2 separate regions of the Hordeum vulgare genome follow, and region 1 is linked to region 2. Evidence: chromatin contacts called from public Hi-C data. All regions are on one chromosome and are shown on one strand. Each heading gives the region's core, a stretch centred on a gene start, on an enhancer-like site or on the middle of the called end of the contact. The rest is flanking DNA. Distances are from core to core; before and after follow the strand shown. Region 1 holds the start of LOC123447319 (suppressor of disruption of TFIIS-like). Region 2 holds the start of LOC123451029 (F-box protein At1g55000).

Region 1 (6,850 bases), core at 2,354-4,853, 220 kb after region 2:
TCGCAAAAGAAAAGATGTGTGGTGATCTAGACAAAAAATAAAATTAGGTGGTCAAAACAAAGCCTTTTTTCTCGCAGAAAAAGATCTTGTTGTTCTCCCAAACCACCATGTATGTTTTTTTTTCTCGGGGGAATTTTGAGTGTGGCTACACGATCAAAATGTCCCACAAAAATGTTTATTTTTTATTTTTTTGTGGTGATTTATACTATTCCCTCTGATCCACATTAATTGAGTATGTTCAGTTACAAAGTTGTACTAAGTTCGTGTCAATTGATTTGGATCGGTGGGAGTACATATTTTGCTTGTTAAAATGTTTTTTTTTCGTTTATCTTAAGTTTAAAACTAGAAGATAAACATGTAGCAATTGGATGTTGAGTGGCTTAATTGAAACTCCGGAACGTTGATGCAAGCAGCTACGACAACCAAAAGGCGTCCAGGGAACCGCGACGACGACAACTCTGACAAAAGAAAATACAAAAGATATCATTCGGTACATTAATGTAAAAATGAGGCGGAAGATAGAATTCAAGAAGAATTGTACAAACCTGTCCGCGTCAGTATGTCACCGCATCGTAAAATTAAGCCACCATGGATAATAGAACAGCATGTGATGGTACATTACAGAGCACGACACGTCGACACACCTATTTGAGAAAAAGAATCTCCTTCTTTTCTTGATCAAATCTTCGCTCTGAACGGTGACATGAAAAATTCCCACTATGTGAATGCTTGTAACTGCTGTCCACTTCATCCGTTCACTAGCGTATGGTTGCTTGTGATATGCGAATACATCTTCTTTTAAGCTTGAAGGTATCTTATTCATTAGGCCTTGTTCGGTTTGGTATGGATCAAAGGGCATTGGAAGGGATTGTGGGGTGTCAAAGGATCAAATACTTTGATCGAAAGCGACAAGCAACATCAAACGGATAGATAGATTAGATATATATATAGATAGATAGATCATGTAAAGAAGCAAGTAACATAATAGCGCACGTAGCACATGTACTGCAATTGAGCTGCTTTGCTTAATTTGCTTTGCAACACGGTGCTGATCAGAATCATACATGCCTTTTATTCTGTTTGTCAGCTGGTAGGTACCACTACTGTACATGCATATCGACTGTACACACGCATAATTAAGCATCAGGACTTAATCAGATTGATCACAACATCACATACATACAGGAGGGGAGCCTTATTAGCGACGCTGCATTATGGACAGGTAGCGTCTGGATTGGAGCTGGACGCGATCGATCGATCAGTGGGTCGATCATGCCTGGATGGACGTGGGCTGGATGACGGCGTCCAGCTCGGCCCTCATGCTCTTGTTCCTCTCCACGTTGTGGTCGGGCTGCAGCTCGCCGTCGGCCGCGCCGCCCCAGATCTCCGGGATGGCTCGCCGGAGGCCGCCGATGGTCTCCAGCGCATAGTCCGCCTCCTTGCTCCTCACCCTCTTGCCAACCTGCAAACACTACTCGATCAGACGATGGTCCTTTGATGACGACGGCGATTTCATCTGTACAGAATGCTGGACGGCCACGTAATCGACCGGCGACAAAGGAAACGCTATCTGATTGATGCGATGGGCCAGCGATTGCTGACGGAATGGAAGATGGCACATTCCGTCGGGAGATCTTTTTTCCTTGTCCCGTTTCTTCCACCACATTCTTTGGGGGCAATGACAGCCACAAACCAAGGCTTGCATGTGCAGAATCAGGCTAATCGCTCGCCATAATACCACCCAATGATGTGAACCCAGATGGCCTAATTGGAAACCAAGCTGCTCGTACATGGAATAATGGCGTCTCTATCTATCTTAATCAGCGCGCACCGGCCACCTGATCGATGGACTGATCGGCCGACCTAATTTTACCCATCCAACAACGAAGGACAGCAACGCGACTGGGAACTGACTCGGCGCCACGGAACCTTCAGTTCAGCGTCGTTTAGTTGGCTGCTATCTAATCAGTTTTGCGCAAATTGCGTCAAGTTTCCTCTGTTCTAGATTGATTACTGTGGCTTGTGAATCATCGAGCACGGACCCTTCACACGCAAGCCTAATAAACTGTCGAGGAAAGATGAAGAGAATATGCATGTGCTTTCGATATGAATTACAGTATTAAATTAGGTCGGTCGAGATGAATTAGATAGTTCATTTACCAGGGCTGTGCGGAGGCCGAGAGCTTTTCCCGACGCGATGTTCCTCTCGTTGTCGTCGAGGAAGAGCTGACACACAGAGATCCACCTATTAGTTTTGTGATGATCAGGCAAGAACACAAACCAAGCACGCGACGATGACAAGTAATATAGTACTATCATAAGCTTTGCTTTCATCGAAAGATAATTGCTGATAAGGGCTTGATTAGCTGCTAATGGTTTTTTAAAGCTGGTGGCTTGTGTTACCTCCGGTGTCACTTTCCGTCCATCGGGTTCAGTTCGTTACATTATTATAAGCAGATGAGGCTATGCGCGTTGATTTCTACTGCGATACGTTCTTAAAAAATCAGCAGATGGTTACCGTTCGACGTGGGTTTGTGCCGGCGACGCGCAGGGCGGTGGCGAAGGCGTGGACGGACGGTTTCAGGACGACGGCGGGGCAGTCGACGTCGGCGGCGTCGTCCTCCGCCGCCTCCTCACCGAAGAGGTGCGGGTTCATGGTCTCGAAGCACACGACGTCGTCGAAGAGGGCCTCGTCGAGGCCCAGCCGCTCCAGCGACCTCCTCATGTGGGCGCGGTCCGAGTTGGTGAACAGCTGCACGCACGCACGCGGCGAACATAAATCAATTTTGCTCGTTCAGTCGGATGATCATCCGTTGATGCTCGATCGAGAGAGAGAGAGAGATGGTAATGTGCTTACGATCTTGCGCTGGGGCATGCTCTGGAGCGCGGCGGCGAGCTGCGGGTCGGCGGCGATCACGTCGTAGGGCAGCCTCCCGTGCACGTAGCTGCAAATCAATCCATGGTTAGACGTGCCGTCGATTAGTTTGACAAGTTGGAGAAAGACAAGGTGGGTGTTGCTGTAGCGTGCCGACCTGTGGTACTCGTCGGGGTGCACGTCGTGGCCGAGCGCCTGCGGAAGTTGACGACGGGCGGACGGAAGACAGACACGAACACGTGAGAAAAGAGAAGGCAAAGTTGGCGTGTGCGTTTTGGGTTTGAAGAGAAGAAAACGTACGATGAGGCCGGCGAGGGTGCTGCCGTGGGAGCGGAAGAGGTCGGCGCGGAGCGCGGCGGCCTTGTCGGCGGCGAGGCCGAACCTGGCCACAAGGAACTCGTCGATGTTGCGCCTCAGCGCCGGGCCAATGCCGGTGTTGCCCGGGTACAGCGTGTCGTCGAGGTCTTGATTCAGTTCACGGAGCAGAGCAGAGGAACTCATCAGATGGTGATCGTCGGAACCAAGAAGAAAGGTACATGTCGTCAGCTTGATTGATTACCGATGAGGAGGCAGTCGAAGGGGGAATTGAAGGCCATGGCCGGAGAGCTAGCTGCGAGCGAGGAGCAGGAAACGGTCGATCGAACTTTTGAAGACGGAGCAGAGGAGCCTGTTCAGACTTGAGGAGAGTCGGGGTGGGTGGTTGATGTGCAGAGCGAGGGAAGACGGGGGCGGGTCGGGGCGTTTAAATAGAGCGGGAGCAGAACAGGTGGGCGCAAGGGGGAAAAGGAGAGAGTGGATGACAGGGGAATGTTGGTGCGTACACACGCGTGCATGTGCGTGAGGTGGCTTTCCGATCGGGTCTGTTACGGGGAAGCGGCTCGTGTTCCTCGCGTTCGCACGGGGGCCGCGTCGCGGAGCTCCCACGCGTCTCAGTGCCTCTGATGGATTGGGACGGCGGGCGGGCGGGCGGTCTTGGCTCACGGCTGCGTCCCGTGTCTACCGTTTTAAGAGCATCTTGGGCCAATTTCATCACGCGATCCCAAACGAACGTCCGCTTTGTTAGGATTCTGTCCATTTGAGTGGAGAGAAGGGTCGTGTCCGGCCCTGTCTTGTGATGCGCTTGCCACGCATCCAGCTAGGCCGCATCCGTTTGCCCTATCTTGTCAGTCTTTGAAAAAACAACGATTCAGATGTCAACGGCCCTAGTTCACGCCGACAACACAGTCAAGGGCTTACACGTCCTCGCCGGCAACAAAGCCAACGACAGGCAACACAGACAGCCTCCAAAATGAATACTTTTGTTCATCGACAACACAACCAACGGGCGGCAACACAGCCAGCCTCCAAAATGAATACTTTTGTTCACCGACAACACAACCAGCGGGCGGCAACACAACCAGCCTTCAAAATGAATATTTTTGTTCACCGACAACACAACCAGCCGACGGCCGCTGCAAAGAAACCGGCCGAACGACAAATGCCAAGCATGAGGAGGGCGTGTGCTTTGTTGACGATGGCCTCCTTCTCCTCGACCTCGATCTTGCGCCGCGTGACATCCGTCGCATCGCGCTCGGCGGCGAACTTGCGCGCGACGGCGTTGTCCTTCACGGCCGCTCCCCGGTTTCTCCTCTTCGCCGATTCCGCGTTCAACTTGGCGATTTTCTCCGCCGTGCACTCCGCCCACGCCTACCTTGACGCCTTGGCCTTCTTCTTCTTGGCCATTCCGGGCTGGTGGACGGCGGGCCGCCGGAATTCGGGTGGGCGTCGGCCATGGACGGGGGAGAGAGAGGGAGACGGTGGGAAGTGGGAGGGTTTGGGGCAAAATGTCGCCAAAAGGGGCGGGGTGGGTTTTACTTTGTGCCACCGACTGGCAGGCCACGAGCGGACGAACGCGCGTCCCGCCTGTCCGCGCGCTGTCCGTTTCACCCCAAAATCGGCGCAAAGTTGGGCCGGGGATGGGTCGAAAACGGAGACAAAACGGACAAACGCCCGTTTGCTCCCGCGCGCTCGGCCTTCTGTTTTGTCCGTTTTGCCCCAAACGGACGCGCGCGGACAGGATGGGGTCGCGCAGTGGAGTTGGCCTTAGAGCATCTCCAACAGCCGCACTAAACAAGCGCCCGTCACTAATTTATCCATTTTAGCGCGAGTGTCTCCAGCGGACGCGCAATAACCGCGCGCGCGGCATATAGAGTTGGGCGCGCGGTCCGAATCGTCATCGCGCGCTATGTATTTGGGACGTCCGCTTCCGCGCGCGGCACACACGAGCGCTTGCGACGCACTCTCTCCACTGCGCCATCTTCGCCCCGCACACGCCGGCGCCGACGAACTGACTCGATGAACGCGCACTCCGGCTCCCCCCTCACCCCATCTTATAGCCGCGAACCCTCAAAAATGACGATATTAATGTCGTCGATGCACAAGGTTTAGGCAGTGAAACGGTTTGGGATACAATGTTATAGAAAAAAATACGAAAAGAGACTCATGCCACAATATTGACGACGGACGGTAATTTGGATGGATGAATTAATATTCGTGCGTTGCAACAGAATAGAAAATAACACACGCTCTGAACGCAATATATTTTCACATGACGTCATATTTGTGTTGCCGACGATGGTCTTAGTGCTCACACAACGAAAAAACGTTTGAATGTACAGTCGCTCGGAATAAAATGAGAAATATGTTATTTCTCCCCCCACGAGGTTTTCCAAAGGTGTGCATGTGTGGTTAACGATAATTTCTTTTCTCTCAATTTGGTTTTAATTTAATGGATGTTTGTTGCAATTTGTATCGTCGTCGGAAATAGAAAAAAAAAGGACCGTGCACTACAAATTAAGTTTGCATCAAAAATAATATTTAAGAAGTATTCAACATCTAAAAATAACATTCTATTTAGATTCTACATATTTTTTTAATCAAATTTCATATATAACATGTTAAAATCGGAGGTTTAAAAGATATGAATAATTTTATTTTAAATAAAATATGGATTAATTAACAAGTCAGGTAACGTTTCGGCTGACTTAAATTCGGACTGTGGATTGATTACCTGAAACATCGGACGATTTTTTAAAAAATACAAAAAACGATTTTCTGACTTAAATCCGGACTGCGGGCTGATTACCTGAAACATCAGGGGTTTTCTAAAAAATGCAAAAAACAATTCAGAAAATGTCGGTTTTTTTTAAACAACCACAACGTACGATAGAAATATTGAGTGCTTTATTATTAGGGATAGATATAAAATGCCCCTTTCTCCCGCCCGAGAGGTGATAAGGACAAAGCCTTTCTTTCCTTAATCTTCAGACTTTAATGGATAGAATGTAAACTTTAAAAGTCTTCTTCCTGAATTACTTTTCGTCTAGCAGTCCAGATCGTCAGAAACGTCACTACCAGCTTGATCAAACTTGCATGTGGCGGTGCATCAACCATACAGAATATCCACTGTTTCGCACTTGAATTTAGAATTTTTTTCTGAACGAAACTTTAATTTCGACAGCGAGGGAGGACACAGCATAGCCTTTTTTTAGCTTTTTTTTTTTACGTGTGCCTTTTTTTTTAGCAAAGCCTTTTGTAGCTAGATATAATTGAGGACAGCATAGCCACGCCGGGCTGCTGCTAGCTGGGCCTCGCGCCTTGTGCAACCTGGGCCTGTCTGGGAAAAATGTAGCGGGCCGAGAATTGCCTTGGAGGTTCAAAGGCTGGAGAGTGTTCGCGCGAGTTCGCTCCCCCTCTTCCTTCTCCATGGATCCAGAACGCGAACTCTGGAACCTTCCAGACCCCGCGGCTCCAGCTCCGGCGAAATCTCAAAAGCCGGCCGCGCCGCGCTTCGATCCATCGCAGTCGCAGCCTCAGCCTCCTCGAGAACCATCCACTCCGCGCCTCCTCAGCCCTCAGCATACCGATCGATCGACTCGAGCCATCGCCATGGACGTCCTTAAGCGCGAGCTGCAGCGCAAGCGCCAGCAGCTCGAC
Region 2 (7,670 bases), core at 5,122-7,621:
ATGCCAACTGTGTGCGTAACTTTGTTTAACACTGGTTCTAGATAACTTGAAGTTAACTTAATTAAAATATGCCAACTGTGTGCGTAACCGTGACTGTCTCTTTCGTGAGTTCCTTCTCCGATCGAGGACACGGTGGGGTTATGTCTGACGTAGGTAGGTGTTCAGGATCATTCATTTGATCATCACTAGTTCACGTCCGTTATGCGTAGATCTTCCCCCTTTTATTTCTTGTACTCGTAAGTTAGCCACCAAATATATGCTAGTCGCTGCTGCAACCTCACCACTTAACCATACCTCACCCATTAAGCTTTGCTAGTCTTGATACCTTTGGAAATGAGATTGCTGAATCCCCTGTGGCTCACACATTACTACAACACCAGTTGCAGGTACAGGTAAAGGTTACTTGACGCGAGCGCGTTGATTGTTCATTTGGAGTTGCTTCTTCTTCTTCTTCTTCTTCTTCTTCTTCTTCTTCATCGATCTAGGATGGGTTCCAGGCCGGCAGCCTGGGATAGCAAGGATGGACGTCGTTCTTCTTTTCTCGTTTGTTTTCGTCCGTAGTCGGATCCTGCTCTTACTCTTGATGATTATTTAATGTACTGATGTGACTCTGATGTAGTTTGTGGCGAGTGTAAGCCAACTCTATATATATCTCTTCTTTTCAGTACATGTACTTGTAACGATATCCATTCTTGCGACACGACGAGATGCGATTCTATCCCTGACGAGGCCTTCGTGCCAAATTGAGGATAGGGTCGCATCTTGGGCGTGACAGGTAGGGCCTTCTCTTGGCCACCATCCACTGTCCATACTCAACTTCTTCGGGCCCATGGATACCATTGCCGCACTCCTCCAATGTATGCCCCATAATCCCGCAGACCTCACAGAAGTAACCAAGTTTCTCATATTTGACTGGGAGTAAAAGGGTCCCCTCCCCTCTAATGGCTAAGGGAGTGAATCGAACCAGCGGGTCTGCTACCTTGATTTTAACTCGAACCCTAGCATAGTTCCCTTCAAAGGCCCTAGTCGGATTCATTTCAACACTCTTAACTTTGCCGACCCGACGGGCTAGTTGATCAAGCACTGTCTCCCTGCGGTACAGCTCAGGAGTATCATGAATCTGAGCCCAAACATGCACCCGATCTAGAACGACTTCGTGCGGTTTGCCTCTTCCATCATATTCCTCAACGATGACCATGAGTCCCATGAATATCCAAGGACCTTGATGCATTACCCTTTTCCAGTCACCTACGTAGAACATCTGAACTATGAAAAGGTTATCGTCAGCCTCGCGGATCGAGGGTTCATACGCCAAGCGCCAGATAAACTTCATCGTCGACTTGAAAGATTCCGCACTAAAGGGCTTCGAAGTATTCACCCTAGCTACTGCGAGCCAACGTGTTTCCTCTGCAAACTTCGAGATCTCCTCATCTTCAACTACAACCTCGTCCAGTTCCGAGTCCTTCAGCTTCATATTCTTCATTGCCGATTTCAAATTTGTTGGCGCTTTCCCCTTCCACCCCCTAGAGGCAGAACCCTGGGGATCACCAGCAGTTGACGAAGACGCCATGGGGAGTCCTACCGCTCGTTCCACTAGCTGCGGACGCAGTAGGGGAAAGGATCGGTCGGATCCTGTTGACGATTCCTTGGAAGGCCTCAACGACGGCACGGTCGCCGGAGTAGTAAAACCCTAAACCCTAGCCGCCGCTAGGGTCGGGTAGATTTGTTGTTGTTGTTGTTAGATGGTTGTGTCTTGTGCGAGTGCGTGTGTGCGTGAGGAGCTGCTTGCAGCTTGGGCCGGGCAATTTATAGGCCGGGCCGGTCTAGCTAGGGTGTGGGGTGGTGTGGCGAGAGAGCGCACTCGGCCTGCGGGAACGTCTACCTTCCGCTCGCTGCGGCAGGGGTCGCTCTCACGCATAGGGGGGCGCCCGACTGAGCCGGTCCAGTTTTTTCTTTGTCTACAAAGGTTGGATAATTTTCTTTTTTCTGTTTCTTTTCTCTTTTCTGCTTATTTCTTCTTTTTTTTCACTCGTTTTTCTTCCCGTTTTTCTTTTTTATCAAAACGAAAAAACGATGAATTTCTTAACCATTTTTTGAAAATACGGAATGTTTCTTAAAACAGAGAACAAATTTGAAAGTGTGAACAATTTTTTAAACCACGAATATTTTTAATCTTGAGAACAAATTTTAAAATCAAGATTTTTTTTGAAAATACTGAACAAGATTTGGGACTGCGAACAATTTTTTAAAACATGAATATTTCTTGAATATTGAGGACAAAATTTTGAAACGGAGGACAATTTTGAAAACCCTGAAGATATTTAAAAGCGTGAACAATTTTTAAAAGCATGGATTTTTTTTTGAATCTTGAGAACAAATTTTGAAAATGAGGAAAACCAATTGGTTCGTTTTTTCTTTCCATTTTCCTTTTCTTTTTGTATTTGAAGCAAAAACATTTTTCGAATTCGAAGACCAATTTTGAAAATTCGTGAACAAATTTGGAAGCACGAACAATTTTTTAAAGCACGGATATTTTTAAAACTTTAAAAAAGGAGAACAATTTTGAGAAACCCGAACAAAATTTGAAAGCGCGAACAAATTTTTAAAGCACGAACATTTTTTGAATTTTGAGAACCGATTTTGAAACCCGGAACAATTTTGAAAAATCCTAAACAAATTGTAAGCACGGACAATTTTATAAAGCATGAATATTTTTTAAATTTTAAGAAGAAATTTTAAAACCAAGAACAAATTTAAATCTGATGAACAAATTTCGAAACCGAGAACAATGTTTTGATAATACAGAACATTGTTTTAAAATCGTCGACATTTTTTGAAAACCAGAACATTTTTTGAAACAGATACAGAAAAGGAAAAAACGGAAAAGAATAAAGAAAAAGAAAAACTGATTCAAGGAACCTTCTATAAGTTTTTAAAAACCGGTTAAAAACCTCTAAAAGATTTCCAAAACCGGGTGATGTAATCCCACTAAATGGGCCAGCCCATTTAAAATCGATCCTCCTCCCGCTCTGTGTGAAGCCCCGACACCGTTTCGCACAGAGCGGCGAATAGGGTTTTCTTGACCTGACTACTAATTTACGTAAATGGGGTTGTCTAAAAAAATGTAAATGGGGTGGGAGATGGACCAATACCCACGCTTGTTGCGACGGATCCGTCGGCCCGTACGTCCCTCTCGGCTGTTCTGCGCGCGGCGCGTAGCGACTACCTCGATCGGACTATTTGCACTGCCGGACGACGGCACGCCCCCCTCACTCCGGGTGACGGGTGGTCGCGTAAGCTTCAACCGGGTATGAAGCGCCACTTTTGCCACTCCAAAAAAATGGACTTTGTAGTATGTAGCCGTCATATGACTTTGAGCTTGTTCGGCAACCATCCACCTCCGTAAAATACATCAGGCAACTAAGAATTAGCAAATCCTATATTTAAACTGACGCGTAAGTGAACCCGGATTCGATGTATGGGCTACAATGAGTGCAACAAATAATTTAGGAAACAAGATTTCACTTCTACTTCAACAACATATGCCTTAGAGCAACTCTAGCAAACCCCTTAAAACCTCGCGGCCCGTATTATTTCGGCGAGTTTACGGGCTTGGTTTGATTTTCTGGCCAGACCAGACCCCGTATAGTCGGGCCGGCCCATAAACTTTTTACGATGGCCCGAAAACGTACCCGCCCCCTTTGGTATATATCCGGGTCCGCGACCGCGATACGGGTCGAAACCCTATCTCCCTGCAATCGCGATTGCCCATTCCCCGCTTCAATTTCTCATCGACGGTGGCAAAAATTCGCCGCCCCGTCCACCGATCCTTCACGATATGGAGCGGGATGTGGAGCTCTAGCCGGCGCGATGGCGACGACCCCAAGCGAAAGCGTTGCTTCGTCCCCTATGCGGCGAGGAAGCGGCCCGCCCTGCCATACACCAACCGCGGTCTTGAGCCACCGACGTCCCTTCTCCTTCGCGAGAATACAAACGCAAGTAGGCGCTCCTTCGCCACGGGTTGATGTCCGGCTCCTCCACCACGGGCAGTTCCTTTGTCGGTGCTCAAACTCGTAGACGCCCCTCGCACCGCTCAAAAAAGAGCCGAAGGATCTCCCGCCGCTCCGCGCGATGAATGGGGAGCCGGAGCCAGAGCAACGGGGAGTCATCACGCCGGAGGGTTACCTCCCCCCCAACGGAGGCGGATGCCATTGAGGCGGCCATGGTCGTGCGCTCCATGTGGGACAGGGAGGAGGAGCAGCGTCGACGGGACGCCGAGATCGATCGGATCCTCCTCCAGCAAGGGTTCGCGACGACACGGGAGTTCATCGCCAACCAAAAGGAATGGCGGCTCGTAGCGAAGCAACATAACGAGGTCTACGTCGACCTAGTGAGTCCTGGCTTGTATGCCACCCAGTACTTGCTACAATTATTACTTTCTAAGTCCACCTTACATGTTTCTTTAGTTTCAGCTTACAGAGGTCCACAGTTTCACATTATATTACACACAGGAGAGGGCAATACAACAATGGTTCAAGCAGAAAAAAGTAGGTAGAAATCATCAAATGGTATATACTCACCTATACACCAATACCCTTGTATATACTTCCCACTGACCTGCATCTAATGGCCCTTTTGTCGCTGCTCCCACCTAAGGTCCTCCGAGAACTCCATCATAGCAGCTCTCGGATCGCCGTCTGTGATGGATAGGTAGTACTCAGCAGTTCCGTCATCGACTTGCAAGCTCCGCCTCACCGACTCGAGAATCCGTTTGCTTTGCCTTTTTGCAGCTGCGGCGTTTGTCACGGATTCTGTATTTCCATTCGGGTGGCCCTCGGGATAAAAGACCGCGACTTCTCTCTTTGAGTTGTGATCCATCTCAATGTAGCATGTGCTACCCAGCAGGATTTCTGGATCACTGATTGGTATCAGAAGCCTCTCCCTTGAGTAGATACCGTGGTCACTCATCATATTGTTGAACCGTTTGATATCAGTCACCTGTTTGAAATTCACACAATATCAAATACGTTTTGATAGAGAATAGAGAATGTTTGCTCACACAGGCACAGTACAACTGTATAACTTTCTGAAACAGTGGAAACATTTGCCTGGAATGATACAAATTACCAGCATTCAGCCACTCACAAATGAAGTAACTGAGGATACCAATTGCTTTCAAATTTGAGTTGCATCAACAACTTTGTCAATAAAACTAGTCCAACAAGTTTGAAACTCCGTGTGGTCAATGTTTCGGATTAATTCTATATCAGCGGCAGTGAACTTAAAAAGGGTTATTAGCTGAAGGTGCATGGGCACTCTACAGCCTTACTATCAATTGTGGCGACATTATGGAAACCAAACGTCGAGAGCTAACTCAATTACTTTGAGACCTAACAAAGTGAGCCACTACAGCCTTAGTATCAATTAGAAGTTTAGAACACTCAACATTTTAATTGATGCAGCTGAGCAAAGAGTACTGACAGGCATATCATGGAAGCAGCGTATCTATCATCAAACATTGTATCATGAGCATTATCAGATAGCCAACGGTTAAAACATGATGAGCTATGCTAACGACAGCGTGGTGAGTCCTGCGACAGTGAGCTTCCATGGTATCCAATAACATTAGATTATCTGTTAGACAATCTCTCGCGTCAGACATCTTGCAGTATTTCAATACTATGGGATTCGATGCTACCGCGGAATCTGCCAATTTCAGTATGGGTTGGTGTCGCTGTTGCCTCAGGTAGCAGAGCGAACACACATCACGATTCAGCTAAAATCAATACCTGAATAATAAGCTGCAGACGGGGAGGATGGATGGACAGAGAGCGAGAGATGATACCTGGACGGAGTACTTGAGCGCGACGCCGGGGACGGTGTCCCCGCGCCGGACGGTGTGCGAGAGCGCGAAGCGGGCGAGGGATGCGGCGCGCCAGAAGGCCCTGGTGGCCGGGTCGCCGAGGACGCGGCGCACGCCCCATGGCGCGCGGAAGGCGGCCTCCAGCACGGCGCGGTCGGAGGCGACGGCGCGCCAGAGGCGGCAGACGCAGGCCGCCCGCGCGACGTCCGCGGGCGGGAGCCGGTGCAGGACCGCCCGCAGGAGGTCGGCCGGGAAGTCGCCGCCGCCCATCGGGGACGGCTCCTCCGGATCGGGTTTGTCCGGGAGGGCGCGGTCTCCGGCGCGGCTGGTCATGGCGACCGGGAGGAGGAGGAGGAGGATCGCGCGGGTGGATGGATTGGACGAGGGGGAAGAAGGCGGCTTGTGCGGTGGCGCGGGGCGTGGTTGACTGGTCGGCAGGGGAGACGGAGATGTGGTTGGTCCTCAGGGGCGGTGCGTGCACAACTCCCGGACCGCACCACACCACAGCACCGCAGAACTCCGCCAGGCCTTGTGTTAACTTTTTCTTTTTCTGCAGGATAAAGTCGGGTATTATTACCCGTCCTCCAAGAATTTAAAAAGTCCGTTGCAACGAAAAATATCATAATCTTCAATGGTCATGATCGTATTTTGCTGCATCATTCAGATAGACTATCACTTTCAGTTTCATGATTATGGACCTTCGAAAGACGGGCTCGACATGGCCTGTAGGAGGAACCCTCCTCGTGTTACACTTGCACGCAGGAAGAGGATAACATAGACCATATCTTGGTGCAATGTGTCTATGCGAAAAAGATTTGGCATACTTGCTTCGACGCATTGCAACTAATGATGGCCGCTCCGAGCAGTAGGGATACTCTAGTGGCTCAGAGCACGGAAAGGTTTTCAAGGCGATGACAAGCAAGGTTTTGACTCTTTAGTCATTGGTGCGATTTGGTCGCTTTCAAAGCAAAGGAACACTAGAGTCTTTAGCCGTGTGGAGCAATTCAGAGACCCGAGAAAGCTAGCCAGGTGGATCCTTGAGGAATTTTATGATTGAAGACGAGCAGCAGTCGGTGTAGGTGGTCTAAATAGATTTGTGAGACAGTGACTCAGTTGTATCGGTGGGAGTAGGTGTACTTATGGTTGATTTTCACATTGACCGTAGGATTCTTATAAATATTTTGATCTCTTATATAAAAATATGATACGTCATTGACATACTCTTGAAAACAAAAACTCTTAGTTTCGTGAATCATGAACTTTTTTAAAACTTGAAATCATTAACATTTTTCATATTCGTGAATAATTATACTATTTTTCGAACTATTTCTAGAGTCAATAACATTTTTTGAATTCATGGACATTTTATAATATTTGCAAACACTTTTTAATTATTGTGAAAAAAATCTACACAATTTTCATGAATGAGCGAACATTTCTAGAATTGACGAACAATTTTTTGGAACTTGATGGAACAATTTTTAAAATTTACGAACGTTCCATGAGTTGAAACGGGAGAAAAAAATTCATATACACTATTACTCGCAATTTCATGAAATCATAAACATTTTTTAACTCGTGAACATATATGAAATCATGAACATATTTGACTTCATGAACATTTTCTACTATTTGCAAACATTTGCTTTAAACCATGAACGTTTTGTAAACATTTCTTTGAATCGACAAACATTTCTAGAATAGACAAACATTGTTCTGAAAATTTCTGGCACAATGTTTGAAATTCATGAATATTTTTTGAAATGCATGATCTTTTTTGAATCAGCAAACATTCTATGGCTGAATA

Evidence for each region. Hi-C and Micro-C count contacts between places; a contact is called where the count stands out from the background.
Region 1: a Hi-C map of seedling shows a contact between it and region 2, with 1.9 times the contacts expected there. The contact joins the promoter of LOC123447319 here to the promoter of LOC123451029 in region 2. A contact is called at or near these places in 2 of 6 Hi-C or Micro-C datasets (leaf and seedling).

The regions. Positions count from the first base shown.
Region 1 is chr4H:13,293,395-13,300,244 of MorexV3_pseudomolecules_assembly, forward strand. LOC123447319 (suppressor of disruption of TFIIS-like) reads right to left here and starts at 3,604. Exons shown (of 7, transcript XM_045123910.1): 1 at 3,435-3,604; 2 at 3,176-3,339; 3 at 3,033-3,070; 4 at 2,858-2,945; 5 at 2,519-2,752; 6 at 2,161-2,226; 7 at 1,004-1,462. The coding sequence starts at 3,471. The coding sequence ends at 1,271. It also overlaps the pseudogene LOC123451030.
Region 2 is chr4H:13,066,775-13,074,444 of MorexV3_pseudomolecules_assembly, forward strand. LOC123451029 (F-box protein At1g55000) reads right to left here and starts at 6,372. Exons shown (of 2, transcript XM_045128047.1): 1 at 5,846-6,372; 2 at 4,418-4,998. The coding sequence starts at 6,196. The coding sequence ends at 4,624.